Regions from separate parts of the Mus musculus genome. Here region 2 is linked to region 1. The links are chromatin contacts, called in public HiChIP or PLAC-seq maps. All regions are on one chromosome and are shown on one strand. The core of a region is the stretch at or near the end of the contact, and the rest is flanking DNA. Distances in the headings are between cores, read along the strand shown.

Region 1 (3,907 bases), core at 212-2,711:
TACAGGAGAACTAACTGGTGTTACAAAGGAAGTTTTCATTCACAGCAAAGGGAAAAGATGTGAAAAGGGGGGAGAAAACAGAAGAAAGATATTCTGCTTCCTATAAAATCTCATTTCCCAGCTAAACAGGACCCCGATAAAGGCTGAGGCAAGCCCACTGATGGTCCCACTGTCATCACAGGCTATCTCCTGACACCTCAAAAATAAACCCCATAGAGAAAGCATGCATAGAGAGCTTCATGACAGGGAAGGCTATCACATGCTCAGGAAGTGTTATTCACTCCTTCCTCGTTCATACATATTCATATATTCAAAAATATTCATGTTAATTCAAAAACAACATGGTGCCTTCCTGTTGTTTTCCAAGAACTAAACACATAGATTATGTTCTTAGTCGTGTCCATCTTTGAAAAATAGTTCAGCCCCAGGAGGCATAAGATAGAGTAGCAGCAGAATCTGTCTTTTAAAATAGAATGGATTGACCTTCTAGATTTCTTAATAAATATTATTAGTATTTTATTAGAAATCGTGTGCCATCAAAAACTCAGTCAATAAAGTGGAAAATGCTCAGAGAAAAGTAACCAAAGAAGATGTGCGTCTTAGTTATGCTTTTTATTGCTGTGAACAGACACCATGACCACAGCAATTCTTATAAAGGAAAGCATTGAGGATGGCTTATAGGTCATAGGTTTAGTCAATTGTCACTGTCATCATGGCTGGCTGGAAGCATGGTGGCACTTGTGCAGACATGGTGCCAAAGAGGTCATTGAGAGTTCTACATCTGGATCCACAGGCAGCAGGAAGAGACAGTGAGCCACTAGCTTCTGAGACCTCAAAGCCCACCCCCAGTGACACACTTCCTCCACCAAGGCCACACCTCTTAATAGTACCACTCCTGATGGGCCTATGGAGGCCATTTTTATTCAAAGCACAACAGTGTGTCAGAAGATAAAGAGTGCTAAAAATTTTGAGACATGTGGGTTTATAAAGGTGAAGCTAGAAAAGAACATGAATAAAGTGCTCAGTGAGATGAATTAGTCTCACTTCTCAGATTCTGTAGCTTCAACCACTCTCTGTCATGTTTATGAAGAGGGACAACATCACACAGCAGTAGTGGGTCTCTCCACTGGATAACTTAGGAGCTGTGAGAAATGAAAACCACTGGGAACACATGAGTATTGATTCAAAGCATGTTTGAGAAAGAGTTTCAACTAAACTGTCCTATGCTATCCTGTATAGTTTGCCCACTCTGAGCAACTGATCATCGCCTGCATTGGTAGTTGCTGCAACCATTAGCTGACCTAACTGCTATCCAAGGAAGTTCCCTCCCTTAGTGGGCTTGGATTCAAGTCAGATGTAAGATAGTTTCCCCTAGGGAGCCTGGCCTGTAACACACACAGCCTGGTACCCATTAGGGCTATTCTGCGATGCAGCCAAAGAAGCCAGCTTATAATCATTGTTAAAAATAAACCTTGTGGGGAAGTACAGAGAGGAAAGCCACAGAGTGCCTTGCCAAGGGTTCAAATCGCTGGAACTTACTGGGGCATTTCCTGAAACCCCATAAACATCCTGATCTTTACGTCAGTGCTGAACCCGGCATCCTTTAACGATGAAATGCATCTGATTTGGTTACTGTTCCTTTCAACTAGCATAATGCCAACTATTAAAAAAAATGTATTCTCACTTTTGAACGTCAGGAGTAAGAGGAGCAGACAGAATGTAGGAAACCAGAGGCTGTTGTTTTGAGTGGCGTATCTGCCACTGGTGGTTTTATAACATAGAATAGCTTACAATCTGTGCCCAACAATTGTGTTACCTGTTGATTCTGCGCGCGCGCGCACACACACACACACACACACACACACACACACACACACGTGTTCGAGTATTCTTCTCCCTCTGTATCCCCCTTCAGTTCTCCCTTTCTGTCTTGCCCTCTTTTTTTTTTTTTTTTTTTTTTGGCTGTATGTCAAATGCTCATATTCTTCCCAAATTCACATTCTGGGACCAAACAGCCAATATGACGGAGCTAGTATGGAATCCTCATGAATCATATCAATGCCCTTACAAAGGAGGCTCCAGAGACTCCTTCACCATTCCTTTATCTAAGGACTCATGGGAAGATAGTTGAGAATATGCAAACCAGGAGTGAGGCCTTCCCAGGCACTGAGCATGCCTGTGTCTTCATGGGCACCCTTCAGAGTTGAAAGAAGCTGAAGGTATTGTTCATAGTGTAACTAAAGGTATTGTTAATAGTAGGTTCTTTATCGCAGCGTACAAGGTCACCTCTACTAAATGTTCAGTCTTTCTGTGTGTTATAGTTTAGGGATGTAGCATCCCCAACGGCTCTTGTGTTGAAAGCTTGTTCTACAAATGGGGACACTACCATTATCAATGAACTAACCTACATGAATTCACAATAGGAAATGCTACTCACAGCTGGAGCCTAGTTAGAGAAAGTAGTAATTAAGGATGTGCCATTGAAAGGTATCAACTTCATCCCCTCTACTTCCTGGCTGAACCCTGAGAGTGCTCGGCTGTGGCGTTCAGCCCTGTCTCTGCCTTGCCATGAGCCTAAGACTGATGGAGCCAGTTGCTATGGACTAAACTGTAAACAAGTCTAAATGAGCTTTTCTTCCCTTTTAATACTAAGCTGATTTGGATTTTCCTCTGCCAATGCAACTAATCCAAAACTCTTCAGTTTATCCTCAGGAAAATTCTTGGACAGGGCAGAAATCAGGCAGCTTCTTTGCCAAGATATCATTGGAACAGTATCTAGGTCACATACAAAAACTCCTCTCCTCTGAAACCTGCTAAGCTGGCCTCCCTCAGCTCAAATCACCCTCGATACTTCTATCTTCCACGGCCCTACTAGTGTGGCCCATTAATCCACACTTAGGTCTTTCAAGTGCTTTTCTAATCCAAAGTCCACATCCCTCCAAACAAAAGCATGGCATAGATAGATAGATAGATAGATAGATAGATAGATAGATAGATAGATAGATAGATAGATAGATAGATAGATAGATAGATAGGTAGGTAGGTAGATAGATAGATAGATAGATAGATAGATAGATAGATAGATAGATAGATAGATAGATAGATAGATAGATAAGAGATACAGAGATAGAGATATATGAAATACTAGTGGCTAAAACTGTCAGTAGGGATGAAGCAGAGGGTGGAGAAAAGGTGTGGATGGCAGCAGGTGAGCCAACTCTAAGAATTGTGAAGAGGTCCTATAAAATCCCACTTCTTAAGCTAATTAGAAATATAAGTTTAGACTGAGTGTGATGAAGCCCATCTTTAAACCCAACACTTGGGAGGGAAAGGCAGGTGGATCTCTGTGAGTTCTATACTAGCCTGGTCAGTACATAGTGAGTTTCAAAACAGTCAGAGCTACACAATGAGAGAGAGAGAGAGAGAGAGAGAGAGAGAGAGTGTATACACACATATTCAGAGTACCTCTCTGCTCATGGATAAACAATGCTGCTCCCAGAAGCTGTGGGTTACTAAAGGATAATTTTAGTGTTAGGCATGCCATCTCTCTATTGGTCAGGGAGTCCCCAGAAGCACCCAAATCAACACTGGCTCTAGATTGTCCACCATAAGTAGATGGTAAGATTTTACTGCTAGATACCACCACTTTGGTTGCAAGACACAAAGAAATCAATCTTAAATTTGTCAGGAAATTCTGTCCCTGATGACTAGATTTCACAGTATGGAAGGTGTTTTCACATGCTGCTGGAGGAGAAAGGTCAGCAATTGTCTTATCAAGATAATCAAGATTTGCTCACTGGTTCAGTGATAACAAGATTATTCATGAAAATAGTCAACCACAATTTTGATTTCAGTCCTCCACATGAAGAAATTCATGCCTGATACTACAAACATGGTCAGAACCCAT
Region 2 (4,001 bases), core at 644-3,143, 350 kb before region 1:
TGTTTTAGGCTATGTCTTAATAAGTCTCATTCTGCCAAGTCTGCGTAGAAATTTGCATTTGCCTGACTGACCTTGATTAATAGGCCTTGAACGTGGCATTAAATGATCGACATAATGTGTCAGTGTATGGGCTGGAAACATTCTCAGAGCTAGAATATACACTATAATTTAACACATCTTGTATTCTTGACTATGCAGAACCTGATTCTTCTAAATACTTTTCTAGGGCCAATGAATGGGTTGAGGAGTTTCTTTGCCACCTCTTATCTCAGGTCAAAGGTCTTTTCTATTCACCATTTACCAGATGGGTTACTTCTTGAATTATCTCCTAACTTGGCTCAGCATGGATCACTAAACTCTATCTGAACATGCTTAGATATCCCACAGACAGCCTGGGCTTCTATTCATTTCCAAATATGTGTCCTTTCATGTTCTTTTCTTTCCCTCTTTCTCTCTCTGAAACATCTTTCTTCAGGGTTCTTCATGAACTTTGATTAGTCATGTTATTCAGATTTCAGCTTAAACCTAGTTCTACAAAGAGTTTCTGAGACACAAAAACTGTGCCCATTTTCCATAGAAAATAATGGTTCATCAGTGGTATCCATCAGGGACAAGTGTGGGTTTTCTGATTATCACTGCTTACTATGGACTCTTCTGACATGAGTACAGCCCAGGAGGAAAGAGTGACACTTCTGCCATTGTGTTCCTGTGCCTTGCTCCACCTGTAAAACATGGCATGACTCAGAACAGTCTTATAAGTAAATGAAAAGAAATATGAAAAGTTTTATAAGGAAATATTACAATGAAAGAAATTTATGCAGAGAAGAAAATGGAGGGAATTCAAATGAAAGCCTGAAGTTTTTCTGTGTGTTTTTGGAACTTTCTGTCTCCAAAAACCCCTCCACATGGGCAATAGGTCTTTCAGAGCTGTAACTGTGGATTCCAACCTTAGAAGAAAAAGGGAAATCAGAAGAGAAGACATTACGTGACAGAGGCAGAACTCCTGGAGCCTCTACAAGGAGAATCTCTTGACACTCTCACTGTGTTAGCCCCTTTTGTCACTGTAACGAAAGCTCTGACAAAACCACCTTAATGAAGGAATGGTTTACTCCAGACCTCGGTTACAGAGACTTCATCCCACCCTCAGCTGGCCCACCGTTTTGGGCCTATGATAAGACAGGGTCATGTGGCAATGGGATCATAAGAGCCAGGAGAGTATCGGCCTCAGGTTGGCCCCAAAGCAGAGTGAACAAGGTATACAGTTCAAGAGCGTGCCTTCAGGGACTTTCCTCCAAACACACTCCTTCTGAGAACTAACTTTTCTAGAAGCATATCAATGGGTTAATTGCTGAGGTGCATATTATCACAATCCAGCTACTTCTCAATATTACTGACATGTAGTTAAATCTTCAATACATGAGCTGTTGGTGTTGTTTTTATATCCAAACTATGACACTCACAGACTGTTTACCTTATTGCTTTTCCTGCAGTAAAAACTTCTTCAATGCTAATGTGTTCACTCAAAGTATGAATATTAATTGAAGGGCAAAAGTTAAGCCAAGATTCGTTAGGAGAACAAAAAGGCACTAAGAAGAATGCCTTGCGGCCACAATCTGAAACTCTTGAGAACAGTGTAAGATCTGAGGTGTCCATATCAGAAGGTTAACAATGAAAGATAGTGTGCTGGAGAGCAATCGTATCATGCTGAAAACGCAGGTCCCTGCAGGGACGGAACATCTCAGCTCAGAAACCCAGTTTACTGATTCAAAGAGTATTTCTCCCCACACTGACAAGAACAGAGCAGCTTTTTCCTGACTTCTAAGTGAGGCTTGGCCTGGAAAGCAGCAGCAAGCTGAAGGGACAGGACAACCTGAGTGTTTTCCCATGAGCACAGGACTCTCATTCATCCTTGGCAAGAGCTTTGAGTCAGTCTCCATAGAAAGGCAGGCTGAAACCCTGCTGAGCTGACAGCTGTCGCTGGCCTAGAGCCCACAGTGGACCTGAAGAGAATAATTCTCCCCAATTCACTTGCAGTTTAAAATAAAACCAAATCATCACTTTGGAATAACAGAATGTGAATGGTGCAGAAACTGAGGACGTTGTCTCTGTCTTCATGATCAGAGTGTAATCAAGAGGGTCAGGAGATATGCACATGAAGTCACAAACAGAATCACCTCGACTCATTCATTTGTATGATCTTCCTGTTTAATATAAATAAAAAAATTGCATGACTCTTAAAATTCAATGTGATTCTACAGACACTTTGAAAGTTAAACATAGTTATAGATTAATGCTTTCTAAAAAGTTCATAGAGATCTCCTAGACCAGAGTACCTGTGGTCTGAACTATGAAAGGTCATAGAGGCTACACAGGACTACTGTCTGGCACCGAGTTTCTTCCCTTGTGCCCCAAAGTGACGGCAGAGCTGCAAGAAATAATTTCAGCTCATATTTTCACAAATGAATATACATGAAATTAATCAAGAGGAAAATGACAAGAGGTGGCATCGGAGAAGGTCCAAATAATAATCACAAAGGATTCCCGGGATGCTCTCAGATATTCATCTTTCTTTTTGACACATAACTCTTAAGTAAATATAATATTTCACCATATACAAAGGCAATATGTCACTGGAAAGAATTTATGAAGCAGTAGGAGGTTGTATGTGCCAGTGTTTTAAACACTTACAGATTCATGAGCAGCTGGGGTTTTTATATGTAAATAAATTAAGTTTTCTATTAATCATCTCATGAACGCCACAAGAAAAAGTATAACACTGGAAGAGTATGAACATACTGGAAGTAATCACACAACTTAAAAGTACGCCTAAAAGACTAGGCTACATTGTATGAACCTATGTTTTCTTAATAATCTGGTTACTTAAAAACTGATAAACCATCTGTTTTGAAAAAGGAGAAAGTACATCAATCAAAATATCATATTCTCTTCCCATTTTTATTTTTTGCCATTTATTTATTTATTTATTTATTTATTTATTTATTTATTTATTGAGACAGGGTTTCTCTGTGCAGCCCTGGCTGTCCTAGAACTCACTCTGTAGACCAGGCTGACCTTGAACTCAGAAATCCACCTTCCTCTGCCTCCCAAGTGCTGGGATTACCACTTGGTAATGCTCCACCACTGCCAGGCTATATCACCTTTTTCTGAAGTATCTGTTGGCACTTGCTTTGTGAAAGACACTAGGCTCTTTAGGTCACAAAGACATTAGGTCACATTGTCTTTAAAAATAAAGAGATAGAGAAGACCTATGTTCTCATATAATGAACTATCAGACAGAAGAGGCTAATTTGCATATTTAACTATATAATTATCTCTATGTGAGAGTAACATTGGGTTGATATTGGTCACAAGAAAGGTATTAGATATATAACTGAGGATAAATGTTCAACGTAAAGGAGCAGCTTGGGAGGAAGGTTTAAAACTGTAATCAAATTAACAAGTTTCTCTCCAAAGTGGCTGAAGCATCATACACAGGAAGACATAGAGAAATCTTTGTGATCGTATTTATATGTTTACTAATATTATTCATACATAAATACATATGTAACAACAACTGAGAAAGAAAGTACAGAGGTCAAATTTAGAGAGAGAGAGAGAGAGAGAGGGAGAGAGAGAGAGAGAGAGAGAGAGAGAGAGAGAGAGAGAGAGAAGTGGGGTATGTTATTCAAGGGAAGGGAGAAAAGAAAAATGAAGTATTATATTTTAATTTTAAACAATTTTTAAATTTTGTGGTTTCACATTGAAAGTCAATAGAAACATTTGGAGTATTTGATACATTAAAGGTATGGTTATGTATGCAATTTATATATAAGATGGAGAGAAACAATCTCCTATCACTCAAACTGACTTCAAACTTGCATATGTAGCCAAGGCTGGCCTCAAAGAGTGAGCAAGTATTCATGTAGGGAGGTGCACTCAGCAGCCACTGCTAAATTTGAAAAGAGTAAGCAGCATAAAAGTGGGTCATGTTCCAGGGGAAA

Evidence for each region. HiChIP or PLAC-seq counts read pairs in DNA pulled down with a chosen protein or histone mark.
Region 2: a contact with region 1 is called in an H3K27ac HiChIP or PLAC-seq map of VIP interneurons, with 4 times the contacts expected there. The contact joins two enhancer-like sites. A contact is called at or near these places in 2 of 484 Hi-C or Micro-C datasets (cerebellar granule neurons and cerebellum) and 1 of 115 datasets of contacts at active chromatin or transcription factors (VIP interneurons).

The regions. Positions count from the first base shown.
Region 1 is chr15:41,968,610-41,972,516 of GRCm38.p6, reverse strand. No RefSeq gene overlaps it. Among named protein-coding and RNA genes, the nearest start is that of Abra, 100 kb to the right of the region's middle. Within about 2 kb of position 1,461, at least 13 of the 459 cell types and tissues checked have an H3K27ac peak or open chromatin away from gene starts, as enhancers often do. A contact at or near this core is called in VIP interneurons, where this site is marked.
Region 2 is chr15:42,323,328-42,327,328 of GRCm38.p6, reverse strand. No RefSeq gene overlaps it. Among named protein-coding and RNA genes, the nearest start is that of Gm41313, 340 kb to the left of the region's middle. Within about 2 kb of position 1,893, at least 26 of the 459 cell types and tissues checked have an H3K27ac peak or open chromatin away from gene starts, as enhancers often do. A contact at or near this core is called in VIP interneurons, where this site is marked.